Regions from separate parts of the Ovis aries genome. Here regions 2 and 3 are each linked to region 1. The links are chromatin contacts, called in public Hi-C maps. All regions are on one chromosome and are shown on one strand. The core of a region is the stretch at or near the end of the contact, and the rest is flanking DNA. Distances in the headings are between cores, read along the strand shown. Region 1 has its middle 70 kb from the start of RUNX3. Region 2 overlaps RUNX3 (RUNX family transcription factor 3). Region 3 holds the start of RUNX3 (RUNX family transcription factor 3).

The links. Hi-C and Micro-C count contacts between places; a contact is called where the count stands out from the background.
Region 2: a Hi-C map of tail adipose tissue shows a contact between it and region 1, with 4 times the contacts expected there. The contact joins two enhancer-like sites. A contact is called at or near these places in 6 of 16 Hi-C or Micro-C datasets (blood, hypothalamus, liver and 2 more).
Region 3: a contact with region 1 is called in a Hi-C map of blood, with 2.0 times the contacts expected there. The contact joins the promoter of RUNX3 here to the enhancer-like site in region 1.

What each region holds. Positions count from the first base shown.
Region 1 is chr2:241,669,442-241,674,492 of ARS-UI_Ramb_v3.0, forward strand. No RefSeq gene overlaps it. Among named protein-coding and RNA genes, the nearest start is that of RUNX3, 70 kb to the right of the region's middle. Within about 2 kb of position 2,405, at least 3 of the 54 cell types and tissues checked have an H3K27ac peak or open chromatin away from gene starts, as enhancers often do.
Region 2 is chr2:241,773,381-241,778,431 of ARS-UI_Ramb_v3.0, forward strand. It overlaps RUNX3 (RUNX family transcription factor 3), which reads left to right. Exons shown (of 7, transcript XM_042244555.1): 3 at 2,727-3,004; 4 at 4,934-5,051. Among named protein-coding and RNA genes, the nearest start is that of RUNX3, 34 kb to the left of the region's middle. Within about 2 kb of position 2,156, at least 5 of the 54 cell types and tissues checked have an H3K27ac peak or open chromatin away from gene starts, as enhancers often do.
Region 3 is chr2:241,739,671-241,744,721 of ARS-UI_Ramb_v3.0, forward strand. It overlaps RUNX3 (RUNX family transcription factor 3), which reads left to right and starts at 1,936. Exons shown (of 7, transcript XM_042244555.1): 1 at 1,936-2,101; 2 at 2,340-2,431. The coding sequence starts at 2,025.

The DNA of each region.
Region 1 (5,051 bases), core at 1,155-3,654:
TCTTAGTTTTTTGAATGTTGAGTTTTAAGCCAGCTTCTTCACTCTCCTTTTCACTTTCATCAAGAGGTTCTCTGGTTTCTCTTCGCTTTCTGCCATAAGGGTGGTATCGTCTGCGTATCTAAGGTTATTGATGTTTCTCCCTGTAATCTTCATTCCAGCTTGTGCTTCATCCAGCTTGGTATTTCATGTATTCTGGTATATAGGCAGAGTACCTCACTGCATGTAAGTTAAATAAGCAAGATGATAGTATACAGCCTTGACATATTCCTTTCCCAGTTTGGAACCAATCTGTTGTTCCATATCCAATTCTAGCTGTTGCTTCTTGACCTGCATACAGATTTCTCAGGAGGAAAGTGAGGTGGTCTGGTATTCCAATCTCTTTAAGAATTTGGTGACAACTTCTGGAGAAAAATTAGGTAGAGGGGAAAGATGGAAAGCTTTTTGGAAGGGTGGTAGAGTCCCTTGAGATGGCTTTTGAGCAGAAAACTGAAGGAGAGGAGGAAGTGAACCTTGGGGATGTCTGAGGGAAGAGTATTTAAGCAGAGGACACAGAGAGTGCAAAGGCTCTGAGGCAACAGCCTCACTGATCCATCTCGCTCAACTTTGAGTTGTAAACCACCGCTGTACCCCTTTCATCCTGGAGTGTGCAGTCAAGGATGTCTGGCTCTACATGAGTGATCACACCATCGTGGTTATCTGGGTCATTAAGATCATTTTTGCCCAGAAGAACTATACAAGAAGGGTATTCTTCCTCTCCTTCAGCTTTCTGCTCAAAAGTCATCTCGGGGGATTCCACCTCCATCCCCAAAAGCTCCCTATCCTTCCTCCCTACTTAGCTTTTCTCCAGAAGTTGTCACCACCTAGCACACAATATATATTTAATTATATATTATAGTGACTTATTTTGCCCAGTGTCTTTTCCCCTTGTCTGCAATACAAGTTTCAAGAGGACAGGGATTTTTCTCTGCTTTATTTGCTGTTTTGATCCTGACACCTAAAACATAGGAGCACAGAAGATGCTTGATAAATATTTGTTAAGTGAATGAATGAATGAATAATAACTGACTCATGGGAAGTACTTAAACCACAGCACCCAGCACTAAATACTTAGTTGATGACACTTTCTGTCATGGTGATTGTCGTCATCATCAGTGGGTGATGGGGCTGAAAGGGATTGGGTCTGGCCTTTGGGATGGTGTGACGCCCGCCTCCTATAGGAATCCAAGCTGACTGCACTCGCTCAGATCTGCAGTGGTTATCATGGGGGAAAGTTGAATAAGCCCTAGACTTATTCCTTTCCCAATCTGGAACCAATCTGTTGTTCCGTGTCCGATTCTAGCTGTTGCTTCTTGACCTGCATACAGATTTCTCAGGAGGAAAGTGAGGTGGTCTGGTATTCCAATCTCTTTAAGAATTTGGTGACAACTTCTGGAGGAAAATTAGGTAGAGGGGAAAGATGGAAATAAGCCCTAGGAATCTGCCAGTTTGTGCTTCACTTCCCAGCTCCTCTATTCTTGGGTGGCGATGTACACAATTATGTCCTGTCTCTGAGTCTCAGTTTCCTAACAGTCAATGGAGAGAATATGAGTGGCTATCCCTTAAGATGATGTGGGCCTCAAAGTGATGGGCCATCCAAGGTGTTGGGTGCACAGCTGGCCAAGGCTGTGGCCCCTGGGACTTAGGCACACACACTCTCTGCTCTGTTCTGTGGGCCAAACTGCTTCATTTGTTGGACTGTGAGTCCCCAGAGGGACTGGAGCCTGATCCTCTTGGTCCCTTGCCTTCCCAATAGCCTGAGGTTGAAGTTGAAGCTCCAGGACTTTGGTTATGTGATGCAAAGAGCCAGTACATTGGAAAAAACCCTGATGCTAGGAAAGATTGAGGGCAGGAGGAGAAGGGGGTGACAGAGGATGAGATGGTTGGATAGTATCACTGACTCAATGGACATGCTGCTAAGTTGCTTCAGTCGTGTCCGACTCTGTGCAGCCCTATAGACGGCAGCCCACTAGGCTCTGCCGTCCCTGGGATTCTCCAAGCAAGAACACTGGAGTGGGTTGCCATTTCCTTCTCCAATGCATGAAAGTGAAAAGTGAAAGTGAAGTCACTGAGTTGCGTCCAACTCTCAGCGACCCCATGGACTGCAGCCTACCAGACTCCTCCATCCGTGGGATTTTCCAGGCAAGAGTACTGGAGTGGGGTGCCAAAGAGGTAGTGAAAGACTGGGAAGGCTGGCGGGCTGCAGTCCATGTAGAGTGGTATCAAAGGGTCAGACACGACTTAACTCCTGGCCTGCACCTGTAATGTGGAGATGCATCCCACTGGCTGATGGATCGACACTCTCCTGACTGTGCCTCTGGGTACCTGACAGTTACAGCCACCAGGGGGCGCCCTGGCTATGTGCACAAAGGGCTGCCCCGGGCTGGTAACTTCTAACTTCTGCTATTCTCTTCACAGACAAGGAAAGGCTTGGTCCATACCCGAACCTGTCAGCTATTTCTACCATTCTGGTGGAGAAAGAGACCAGGAGACTCGGATTCCCAGCCTGGCTTTGCTGTTCACATGCTGTGTGATCTTGGGGGGAAAACCTCTCCCTCTTTGGACCTCAGTTTCCTCAGCTGTCAAATTAAGAATACCAGCCATGGTATCCTATTGTGGGACCCAGAGTTTGTCTCAACTTGCTTTTAGTCAGTAACTGTTCCTGCCGGCTACAAAGTATTTCCTCCTTTTCCTCCTAATTCCTTCTTCCTGATGCCTGGAGCGAGGTCTTGCCTTATTATACATGCTGCCCTCTATTGGCTGGCAAGAGAACTACAGCTTCAGGAACCTCCCTCAAGTGTGGTTCAGGGGAAGAAGTCAGAGCTGGCGAAGTGTTGGAGGCGAGTACTATCAGGCCAGTGATTCCCTTAACGAACATTTACTGAGCTCCTTCTGCACACCAGGCCTAATGCTAGACCCTGAGAACACAGCAATGAAAACAGCACGGCCTGTGCCTTCAAAGAGATCACAGGCATTGCAGGGTTTGCACATCTGGGGGTGGGGAGAGGGGTTCTTTGGCCTGCTCCATGCTTCTCTGATCTGATACTGGAGTGGCTAAAAGCCTGGATTCAAATCTGGTGTAATGATGCCTGGGTTCAAATCTTGGCTTTGTCATTTGCTAGACGTCTGACCTTGGACTTCTCAGTGCCTTTGTTTCCCCAACTACAAAGTAAAATAAAAACACTACTCGTTTCACAGAGTTGCTGATAGGGTTGAAGTAGTCATACCTCTAAAGTCCTGAGAACAGTGCCCACTCAGTGCTGGATAGGTGCCAGCTACAATAATAATGAAAACATATTTGTGGAAAGATTAAAGGAACAGCATCCAATCTTAATTGGATAAGAGCTTGCCTGCATGAGCTATCTCTAAGCAAGCCTTTCATGAGGGTCAGGGCAGTTGAGTGCATTTTGCAGTGGGCATTTCAGTTCAGAATGGCCCCACAGGGCTCTACATGAGGCCTGAGCTGGGCATCCCAGCTGCCACCAGCAGAGGCAGGGTGACAGCGGAAACAGGGTGGCTGACGCAGTCTGTAAGGGCGATCCCGTGCTGATGGTGATGCTGAGGCGGTGATGCTGATGGTGATGCTGATAGCAGCAGTTAGTCATACTGACGATGGGGATGATGGTGCTGACGGTGGTGGTCTTGATGGTGATGGTGATATTGGTGATGCTGCCAGGAGCTCTGGGGCTTGGTACAGGGGACCTGACCTAACTTTCTTTTCTCCAAATCTCCTCAAGCCTCAGCCACCCTCCAAGTCCCGGGACAAGGAGATGGGATACAGATCACCTCTGAATTTCCTAGGGGCTATTTTTGAGCCCGAAAAAGGCAATCATAATCGAAGCACTAAGTAACCCTCCTCAGCCTTCCCATAAGGGCGGTGAGACAACTCCTGTCTCTTGGCTTCACTTTCTTCTCCTGTGAAATGGGAAAGGGGAGGAACGCACATTGATTCTGAAGTTTAAAGTTTTGCTTTGAAGACTTAATGAAATCTGGACCCTCCTCTCAGGAAATGCAGACACACACATGCAAGCAAAGCTCCACACACCCTGACACATGACCACACACACAAAAGAACCACACATACATTCAACAGCATGCGTTCAACCGCATGCACGTAACCACAAGTCTGCGCGACCTGGGAGTTTCCAGCTCTTCTTCAGGTCCATAGATCTCGGTTCTATCCCCTGGGTGGGCTAATCTCTAACTGTCTGTCAGCCCTGTCATCTAGGACTCCCTGGTCCGAGGCCCTCTCTCCTGCAGCCCAAGCCAGGTCTGGGTGGCCTGTGCCAGGTGGCACCAGGGGGGCCTGGTGTGGATGGGCTGCCCCTGTCTGACTTGGCCTGCCCATTCCGCTGGCCCCTACCAGAAAGGTAGCTTGTGCTTGCGGTCCTAGGCGTGTCCTCCTGGCCTGTAGGAGAGGAGGAGTTGGTGGGTAGGAGCTGTGACCTGAGGGGTGGGTGTCAGTGGTGATAGCATCTTTGGCTACTGATGTGGGCAAAGTGAGTTTTTCACACCCGGCCCCACCAGGAGCACGGCCTCCGGTGGTGACTCAGTGGACTCAGGGAAAGAGATTTGCATTTGCCGCTGTTGGTGGTACGGTGGTGAGCATCGCTGCCTTTCAGGCAGTTGACCCAGGTTCGATCCCTGGCCAGGGCAACTGGCATGGGCTTCCCTGATGGCTCAGTGGTAAAGTCTTCTTGCCAATGCAGGAGATGTGGGTTCGATCCCTGGGTCAGGAAGGTACCCTGGAGAAGCAAATAGCAACCCACTCCAGTATTCCTGCCTGGGAAATCCTATGGACATAGGGGCCTGGTGAGCTACAGTCCATGGGGTCGGAAGAGTCAGATATGACTTCAGAAACTAAACAACCACCAGGCAGCTTTCTGGGGCCCAGGATGTTCATTATACCATCGAGCCTCAGGTAGGGGGCAGCAGAGAGAAGAACGAACCATGAGATCCAGGTTCCAGCCTGATTCCACCTTGGCTAAAAAGCCGTTCATAGTCACAGCCTGTTA
Region 2 (5,051 bases), core at 906-3,405, 100 kb after region 1:
ATTGGGCGGGAGGGTGGCTTGTAGGAGCTGGCCGGTGGCGCCTGGTGCACATCTGTGCCCAGAACCTCAGCGGCTGGCAGAGTGCAAGCGTCAACTAGCGGTGGGTCCCGGGACTGCTCCTTGCCCCGCAGCCCCGGCGACCTCAGGCTGGGGACCCAAGTGTCTACAAACCCAGGTTCCCTGGTTCTGGCGCCCACCGGCAGCAAGCGCCTTTCTCTTGGGCTGGAGCCGTGCGGGCACTTGTGGCCAGGTGCCAGGACCCACAGGAGTCCTATCCTCAGGAAACCCATTTGTAAACCGGCCATAGGACGGACGAGAGGGAGAAATCAGGCGGAGAGACCAGGAAGGGCACTGCTGCAAACCAAAACCACCCAACAAATCGAATTTACAAACCCCAGATGCAGCAGGTCCTGACCCCCAAAACCGCTCTGGGGCAGCACAGAGTCACCCGCCCTTCCTGGCCCCAGGCCCTACCTGGACAAGACAAGGCGGGCCTTTGCAGCGGGAAGCTCCCAGAGGTCCGACGTCCCAAGGCCCCTGTACCTCACTTTCCTCCAGGTCTGCAGCCAGTGCCAGCACTCCCCAGAGTGTGCAGGCCCCTCCTGGCGATCTGCATCTCCGACGTGCAGGCTCTGTAAAAAGGTCCAGCGAGGGACCTTCATTGTCCCCGCTCTCTAAATGGTCTGAGGGGCCTGGTGTGAGGCTGACAGGGCTGGGGACCACCTCTCCAGGTGGTCGAGGTTGGGTCAGGGCCGGTCCATCCTAGACCCCATACAGGGCTTGATTTCGTTTGGCAAAGACTAAGCAGCCCGCGATGGGTCAGATCCAAGGCGATATCTTGCTGCCGCCATCGAATCCTATGCTTCTCCGCTCCCGAGGTTTGGAATCCGTCGTTTTGCACCTGTCCAAGGCCGGGAACAACGAATATCCAACCCGATCTCCAAAACGGCGGGCAGATTCTGTACGCGTTCGTTTCCCAGACTCCAGGGGGTCCATCTGGGGCGATAATCGAGAGCAATGGGACTTGATCTTTCCAGTCCTCCTCCTCTGTGTAGCTTGTCCCTAGGCCCGCTATCCAGGCGTTAAGAGGCTGGAGAGCGGATCGTTTGCCTGTTTTGCCTCCGGGAGCGGATGGGCCACGCGGTCGGGAGAGGGGAGAAGGGGAGAATGAGCCGGGCCGGCAAGCAGAAAGAGATGTCTGCGTTCCTGCCGCAGGGCCAGAGCGCACTGCCCGGGAAGACGTGGGCGTGGACCCGCGTGGGCCAGTTTGCATCCACCGGGTGGATGAAAATTCCCTGCTTTGGAAGCCGGGGCCCTTATCCTTTGCAGCCTTTCCCGCGCGTTCTCTGCACGGTTTCTTTCTCATCACGAACTCTGGTCCTCTCCTACGAAGCAGGACGGCGTTTACATGCCCGCGGGGGGTTGGGGCTCGGGGGTTGGGGGAGCGATGGGGGAGTGGAAACGCTCGCGTTTTTCAGGCACCGTCGTGTTTTTCAAAGAGCCATAGGCCGACGACGCAGCGAGGCCTGCGCGATCCTGAAAGTCATTTTTGGAGGGGAGAGCGGAGAGGAATGGTGTTGCTTGCCCCCACGCCGATGCGGGCACGGAGGGGACACCCTTCTCTCTGGCCCCGGGCCGGGAGGAAAGTTGCGCAGGGCTCGGTGCTGCAGAGGCCTCTGGCTGGTGAGCGTCATCTCGTGTGCGGTCATCTCGTCTTGGGGTCAAAATAATTTGCGGGACAGGTAGGGGCAGGGAAAAGGCACTCTGGGGCCGCTACCCGCTTGGTGTTACCGGCCTTGAGGGCCCCCCGCCCCGTACAGTCCCCATCTGGGGGGTGGGGGGTGCAAGCTTCACAGGCCGAAAGCAGCTGGAGCTGGGGAGGCCTGGCTGCCGGCGGCCAGGAAGGGCACCCGAAGAAGCTGGAGGTGGGGGTAGGGGGGGTGGCGGCTGGAAGGACTAGACGTTTTAAACAAATTCTCAGCCTCGGCTCCAGCTCCCCAGAACTCTGGAGGAGCCCAGGGCTGTCGCGCAGGGAGTCGGGGGACCCAGCCCGGACCCCAGGCGCCCTCCCCGGGCGGAGCCTTCCGCCCCTCCCCGTTGGGCGGCCTTCGGCGGCCCCCGTTCCTCCCAGGCGAGCGCAGCCGAGGTGCCCGCGATGGGGGCTCCCATTGGCTGCGCGACGCGTCGCTCGGGCCGGCCCCGCCCTCGCGGGCCCCCGGGGGTACTAACCCCGCGCGAGCCGAGGCGGCGGCGGCGCGGCCACTCGGTTCTCGAGGATTTTGTTCTGGGGCTGCGGCCGCCCAGTTGGTGGGGCGGCCGCGAGCGGGCTGCGGGCGGCGGGCTCCGCCGCAGCCTGAGCGAGGCCGCCGGGACCGCCGCGAGGAGCCGCCGCACGCGGGCCGCGCTACACGCCCGCCGCGCTACACGCCCAAGATGCGGGACTAGCGGGCCCGGCCAGCGGCGCGGCCGTCGGGGGGGCGGTGAGGCCTCGCGGCGGGCGTCTCCGGACGCCGCCCCCCGCCACCCCACCCCACCCCACCCCACCCCACCCCACGCCCCGGCGCCTTGAGGCCCCAGCCCGGCCGCTTCTGCTTTCCCGCTTCTCGCAGCGGCAGCAGCAGCAGCGGCGGCGGAGAGGCGCCCGCGCCGGCCGCCCCCGGGGGAGCCGAGCCGCCGCCGCCGCCCGCCCGGCGCCCTGACGGCCGCTGTTATGCGTATTCCTGTAGACCCGAGCACCAGCCGCCGCTTCACACCTCCCTCCACGGCCTTCCCCTGCGGCGGCGGCGGCGGCGGCGGCGGCGGCAAGATGGGCGAGAACAGCGGCGCGCTGACCGCGCAGGCGGCCGTGGGCCCCGGCGGGCGCGCCCGACCCGAGGTGCGCTCGATGGTGGACGTGCTGGCGGACCACGCGGGCGAGCTCGTGCGCACAGACAGCCCCAACTTCCTCTGCTCCGTACTGCCCTCGCACTGGCGTTGCAACAAGACGCTGCCCGTCGCCTTCAAGGTGAGTGCGGGGGAGGCCCCCCACCCCCGGACGGGAGGACACCGGCCAGGCGGCTCCGGGCGTCTCCGCTGCAGGAGCCAAAGCCCCGGAAAAGGGAGGGGAAGGGAGGCGCCCGAGGGACCCCCGCGGTGAGAGCCCAGCCGCCGGGCCCCCCGGAGCTTTTGCGCGCTCCACCCGGGGACTTGGGCGTACACTCTAGAATGCACCCGGCACGGGTAACTTTTTAAGGGCTTTGCCACCTTCGGTCTTGGGGTGGAGAAGAGGGGCCCTGCAGAGAGACCGTTGATGCGGAAACGAGCAGATGGGGTTTCGCTCTTCCCCAGCCGGATCCCTCGGATACAGCCCTGCGGGCAGCGAGCGGGGCAGAGAGGAGCCCTGGGATCCGGGCGAGGACCCCGGAGGCGGGGTGCGGAGGGTGGGAGAGGGCCTACCCTCCCCTGCCCGCACCCCTCCTCCTGCACGGCTCTCAGAAAACACTTCCTGCTCACACCGTCAACCCCTGGCTTCTGAAATTTCACACCAGGAGGCTCCAGGCTGGGATGGGGGGCCCTGAACCCTAAACGATTGCTGGCCGGGATCCCGAATGTCAGACCGCGATTGGGGCGGGGGGTGCGCTCCCACCCCTGGCAGTCCCTGGTAGCCATCCCGAGGAGCTTTTTTCTCTTCGCTGGGGAGTAGGCGACTGTTTCATTTTCATTTTTTTTAAGGGGGCAGCGAGATGAAACGAAAACGCCTTGGTTTTCCCCTAAACCTCTCACAGCTGCCGTGAGAAAGGGCAACGCAGGAAGGGCCATCGGCTGGGGGTGGCGGGTGCCCGAGGTGGCTGCAAACAGCGGCTCCTGGAAGCCGAGGCCGTCGTCGGTCCCATTAAGACGACTCCAAATTGGAAAAAGGGATGAGTGGCTCTTTGAGGTCTCCCGGGTGACATCTTAAAATACCAGTGGGGAAAATCTGCCGGGGAGGAGGGGGAGGGGGAGGCCCGTGTGACTTTAATCCTCAGAACGGAGGTTTTACTGTCACTTGGAGCTTAAAAGGAATCTTTGAAATTAAAAGAAGACAGGATGTTGACAGGAAATCTGGCCTTTTTAATCAGACCCCAAACATTTTCTCCTTGAAATTTTTACCATCTGGATCCCTAGTCCCTGCACGCGGTGGCCACGTTTAAATGGCTGTGACTGCCTTTGCAGTCTGATTTCCTTTGCAAAAGGCATCTGCCTCTCCACGCTCCTTGGGGCTGGGGGTGGGGAAAACTGAATTAGGGGGGCATCGCCACCTTCATTTTGTAATTCCCCAGCAGGTGCATCCTCCTGCTATCAGAAGCCCCTCTCTCATTTTAAAGGGGGGTTCTGGGCAGCCCCTCTCAAAACAGCAGTTTGTTTTGCGTTTTGCATTTTCCCTGCATAACGAATTCAGGCTCTGCAGAGGCAGATAAACTGGGCCTGGGCCGCATTTCAGGGCCCCATTTCATACCCCAAAGGGCTCTTGCATTAATTGAATGTGGGGGAGCAGTCCCGTTATTGTTGTTGATAATATTTTCACTCAGAGACTCGGTTGCTAGGAGCGTGTTGATTCCTCTTTTGCTCAAGCCGAAGGAAAGAGAGGAACTGCACCCCAGGACATAGTGGCTGTGTTCATTCCCCGCTTTCACTTAGGTTTCATTGCATTGAAAGGATCAATTCTTCAGGACGTGACTTAACCAGTTGATGTAGGATTTGGGTGTGGAAAGTAGAGATTTTTGCCTTCTGATTTTTGTGGTATTGGTGGTGGGGGCGCAAGCGTCTATTGTTTTTAAGCCTCTTCTCCACCCCCGCATTTGAAAAATCCGCATTGCGCCTGGTCCGCGTAGGAGAGCTGCTGACCCTGCCCCTCCCCTTCTTTCGCTGGCCTCCCCTACCTGCCTAAGCTGTCCCGCTGCCCCCATGCCCTCAGGTGGTGGCGCTGGGGGACGTGCCAGATGGAACGGTGGTGACGGTGATGGCGGGCAACGATGAGAACTACTCTGCTGAGCTGCGCAACGCGTCGGCCGTCATGAAGAACCAGGTGGCCA
Region 3 (5,051 bases), core at 686-3,185, 70 kb after region 1:
CTTGGCGGGCTGTGCCGCTGACCCACCCCCTTCCCCACCGCCCAGCCCTGCCCAGGCCGGGCCAGCCGATGAGTTTCCAGCAGGGGCAGTCTATACCCCTATGTGACCATGATGTCTCTTTTCCTGCACTTACTCATAACAGAGCCCGAATTACGTCACCCAGACTCGGGCAAGGAAACCAGCCTTCATGGCGTCCTCACCTCATTGCCTGTCCTCCGAGAAATGTGTTATCCCCATTCTACAGGAAAGGAAACTGAGGCCCAGAGGAGGGCAGTGACTTGCCCCACGGCGTTGCAGCTGGGGTTCAGCAGAGCTGGACTAGAAGTTGAATCTGACCTCATAACCCTGCACCTTTCACTTAAACCTGTTTCCTCCCTGGAGAAGTTAGAACCCCCACCCCCACCCCCAGCAACTTGCCACTAGGGAACAGAAGACTGAGTTTTCAGGAGGACGCAGGTGAGACTCAGACAGCGAATTTCCAAGGTCATCCCACTCCCAGGTGACCCAGTGAGGCACTGAGCAGAGGCAAGTCTCCCCGGGACCTGGGACAAGCTCCTCCTCCCCCGGATGCCCCTTCTCTGCTGTGTTAGCCTACAGAGATGACGGGGCCTGCGCCCAAGCTTGGGCTCCCTAGGAGAGGCTGGGTGGTGGGGCCCAGGCTGCAGAGGGCTCTTGGGAGCCTCGGGATTTGGCTTAGAGGACACTGCAGAGCCCTGGGGTGTTGTGGCTGAGGCCCAGCCTGGTGAGCCAGAGGCTGACATTCCAATCCCACTCAGAATACTGTGTGGCCTTGCACGAGCTGACTTCAATGTCTCGGGCCTCAGTGGTCTTGCCCATGAAATGGGAGATAGAGCTTTCCAGGGAAATGCTGCAGCTTCCACCCTCCCCCCAAAGCCTGACCTGGCTTCCAGGAAAACACGGAAATGTGGAGTTGAATCATCTTCCATGTCTTTCCTACTTCTGAGTCCCTCTGGGAGTTGAAGGATGCAGGGGGCTGACGAGCTCCCACTGGGAGCCTGAAGGGTGGGGGCGGGAGGGCTGGAGGCAGTGGGGACCGGAGAGCAAGAGGAAAGGCCTAGAGACAGGCAAGTCCAGGCACCTGAGGCAGGAACAGAGAACCCCATAGTATAGATGCACAGGTGGGCAAAGTGAGCAAAGGGCCTTGAATGACTGGGTGCAGGCCTCAGACCCCAAGCTCTGCACAAGGCCCCTTGGCAAGGCCGTGCCCCCTAGGAAGCCCTTTCTGGAAGCCCAAGGGCTCCAGGGTGAGCACTGGTGACGCCCCTTCATGTATTTCCCTTGGTGCCTGATCCCAACTCCCATAAAATCTCCCCAAAGTGTCACCCAGCCACCCGCGTGGATACCTCTCTGGGACTGAATTGGTTGACGATGGCCGGGTGACAGCCACCCACAGCCCAGGTGGGGGGCGCCTGGAGGGATCCGGGCTCCTGGGGCTCCCTGCTACCTGGGCCCACACTGGCCTTCATTAAAAAGGAGTCTCCCACAGGATCCAAACCACCACCCAGCCACTCCTGCCCCAGCCTCTTCCAGTTCTGCTTTTGGGCCGCGTGCTGAGGCCAGCCCCACAAATAAAAGCCATCCTTTTTTTTTTCCTCTCTCTCTCTCTTTTTTTTTTTTTTTCTAAAAAGGGAGAGAGGCAGCCACAAGATCTTCTAAGAGGCTGTGACATCACGGCCCAGGTGACTGCTGCCCAGCCAATGGGCCAAGGCCGCGAGCTGGCTTCTTGCATCCTGTGAGCTGAGGTTGGGTTGACACCGTGAAGGCCTGGTCCCTCAACCACAGAACCACAAGGCCAGGCCCTCGGCCGCCTTCGGGGGGCCCTGCGCCGGAGCTGGTTGGCTCCCGGTCCTCCCACCCCTGGCCGCCCTCGCACCCACTGAGCTGAGCTCTGACGGGGGCGAGCCTCATTCATTCATTCCCGCGGTGCTCGGTGCTGGGCTGCCTCGGCTCTCACCGCCCCGCGACTCCTGCCCTGGCTGCCGAAGGCCCCTTCCCGCCATCTAATGATACACTCTGCATACGCTTCTGTTGAAAATTTGTGGCGAGACATTCCTGTGGGACCGGGAATCCAAATTCTTGGGTACAAACAGAAACTTACTTTCCTTGGGGATTTTTTTCCTCTCTCGCTCACACACACACTCTCGCGTTCTTTCCTTTTTTCTTTTTCATAGCAGTAGGTGGGGGTGGGGGGGCAAAAGAGACAAAACGACACACACACAAAAAAACAAAAAGCAACTCCCCCCCCCCACTTTATTTTCAAAAGTAGCTAAGAAAAAATAAAACAACAGCCAACCAAGTTATCCCAACCCAACCCCCAGAAGGGCTGAAACCTCGCCTTCCTCCGAGCGGGGCATGGCATCGAACAGCATCTTCGATTCCTTCCCGACCTACTCGCAGACCTTCATCCGCGGTGAGTAATGAGCGCCCTTTCGGGTGGGGAGCTGGGGCCAGGCCCCGGACCACGACCCTCCACCGCCTGCCCCTGGCTGCCTTCAAGGGCCCAGGGTTGGTTACCTAAATCCGCTGGCTTCTGAAAGCCGGAGGTGGGAACTGGGCTTGGTGGCCTCCGTGGTCTCCTGGAGTGGGACATGTTTGTGAACTTTTATCCTCAGCTGGTGGGAACCGTTCGTGGTGGGGGTCATGGATACCACAAGACCTCAAGACCTCAAACACCAGAGCTCTGAGGGTCGTGAGATGGAGAAGACATGGGGGTGTCTCTGTGACCCCACGAGGCTTCCTGCCTCCCCCGTGGAGCTCTGGGCCCTGCAACCCTAGCCCCTGGCCCTCCTGGGGTGCTCAGACCCTCTACCTGGACTCAGGTAGATACTCAGATTCTCCCATTCCCCAGGGCCCCGGCCGGCTTCTGCCCAGAGCCGCGGAGCAGGCAGGAGGCAAGAGTCTTACATTGGTGGACTCAGAGACCTTCCCAAGGACCTTCCCCTAACTCTGCATTTTCTGAGGAACCCCTGGGACTAAGGAAGCAGAGGGAGAAAGGGGTCCAGGCTTTTGCTGGAATGCATGCAGCTCTGGCTGGCCCTGAGCCTGGATCAGAGTTTGGGGAGCAGACCTCGGGAAGGTTTGTGGATTTGGTCACGGGGAGAAATCAGTTGTTTCTATATATAGCCTAGAGGGACCCAGAGGTCTAAGTTATGTCCCTCAAAAAGGATTTAGTTCCCAGATTCCCCACTGGGAACCTCTGATTGAGGCTAGAACTCAGGGGGAGACTGTTCCTGCTTCTGTCTGGCCCTTCGAGGTGACGTGCCCGGGCCTCACACAACACCTTGTTGCCTTCCTCCTCACTAGTGGGAGCCCAGATGGGGCTGTGGCACCTGAGATCGGGGGTCAAGAGACCCTGAGGCCAAGATCAGTGGCTACCCTGCTGAGCAGCCTTAGACAAGTTACTTAAAGTCTCTGTGCCTCAAATGAAGGCCCCTCTGGCTGTGACATTCTGATTGCCTGAGGCTGGGAATGGCCTGTGTGTGAGGACAGGGCCTCAGGGTTGTAGACGGGGACGACTTCTCCTCCGGAATAGAGGGATGGAATGGAAGCCAGAACTCCAGGGCTTGGGGGCTAGGCCCTGCCTTTGCTCTGCTGAGGTGGTTAGCTGAGGTGCAGTAGCCGGTCTGACTGTCCATCTGCCCATCTGCCTGTCCCGCTGTGGACTGACTCCAAGCCAGTCCTTGGGCAGCCAGCTCTGTGCAGGCATATTTGAGTGCTTATTGTTCAAAGGCTTCTGCATGGGCTTGCCTGAGGGCTGGACCCGCTCCCTCCTCCCTGGAGAGGGGCTGAGGCAGGCTGTGTGGCTGCAGTCGGGGGACTGAGTCGGGGAGACGCGGGTTGTGGAGGGCTGCCGTCCCCGTGGTGGGGGCACTCCCGTCAAACCTGCTTGTGGCCGGTGACCAGCAACAGCCCTGGGTCTAGGAGCCGAGCGCCGTGGGCTCCTTCCTTCCAGCGGCTCCTATTATAACGCTGCTCCCTTTGTAGTCCTGCGAGCTAATTAAAGGCAGTGCTGTGGCAAGAAAATAGGAGTTTATAAAAACCATTTGCTGGGTCTTTGTAATCTGTACTTCTCCCTCCATGAGCAAGATGGAGAAACATTGAGTTCAAAACAAAGGAAATTTAGGAGCCGGGACTAAAGGGCCACCCACCTAGGGTGGGCTCCTGAGAGATGGTAGAGGTGACCCGGAGGGAGAGGGAGGGGACAGCTGGTGGCTTTGGGCTGGCTGCGTGCACAGAGCTGGGAGGCTGCCGCGCAGAGCGCGCTGATCCCTGCAGGGTGATCTGGTAAGCAAGGCTGGGGATGGGGTGGGGTGCTCTGTTTGCCATCTGAAGCTTTCCCTGAAGTTCCATGTCCTGTCCATACCGTCTTGCCCCCTCTGTCTTGCCCAGTTCTATCCCCCCGACTTCCCACTCACTTAGACGGATCTGCCTCCCAAATTTTGTCTCCAAGAGGTTTCCCAATTCTGGCCCCAGAGAGATCCAACCCTGGGGTCCTGCAGCGCTCGCTCCATGCTAATCCAAGCTTAACCTGCTGGGAGCCGGGGACCTTTGCAGACTCTCAGAGAGCCTATGGACTCCTCAGAATCGTATTTTTAAATGCATAAAACAAAATACAAAGAACTATTAAAAAAAAAAAACCTAAAATCTATAGAAACGCTGTCTTCAAACTATCAAAAAAGCCAGTGTGTGACACCGTGACCACGGGCCTCTCAGTGGCGACGGTAAGGGCATGATGCAACGGCGATGGGCATACACCGTACTTCAGGAGAACTGTGACAGCCCTAAGGAGACCGAAGGATGTCTGCGATTTCCACAGGTGACAAAGTCACTGTGGAAAAAAGATGCTAAACTTTAGCTAGAGGTCAGTGAAAAGAAAGACGTCATGTGTTTCCTGCCTGAGTCCATGGAGGCCCTGAATTCAGGCCTACGGTCCTAGTTCCTTAGCTGGAAATGGTAGAGCAAGCGGGTCTCAGGACATCACCGCCTCTTGAAAGGTTTTCCAAGCTGGATCCCGGATTCCAGAACTCCTC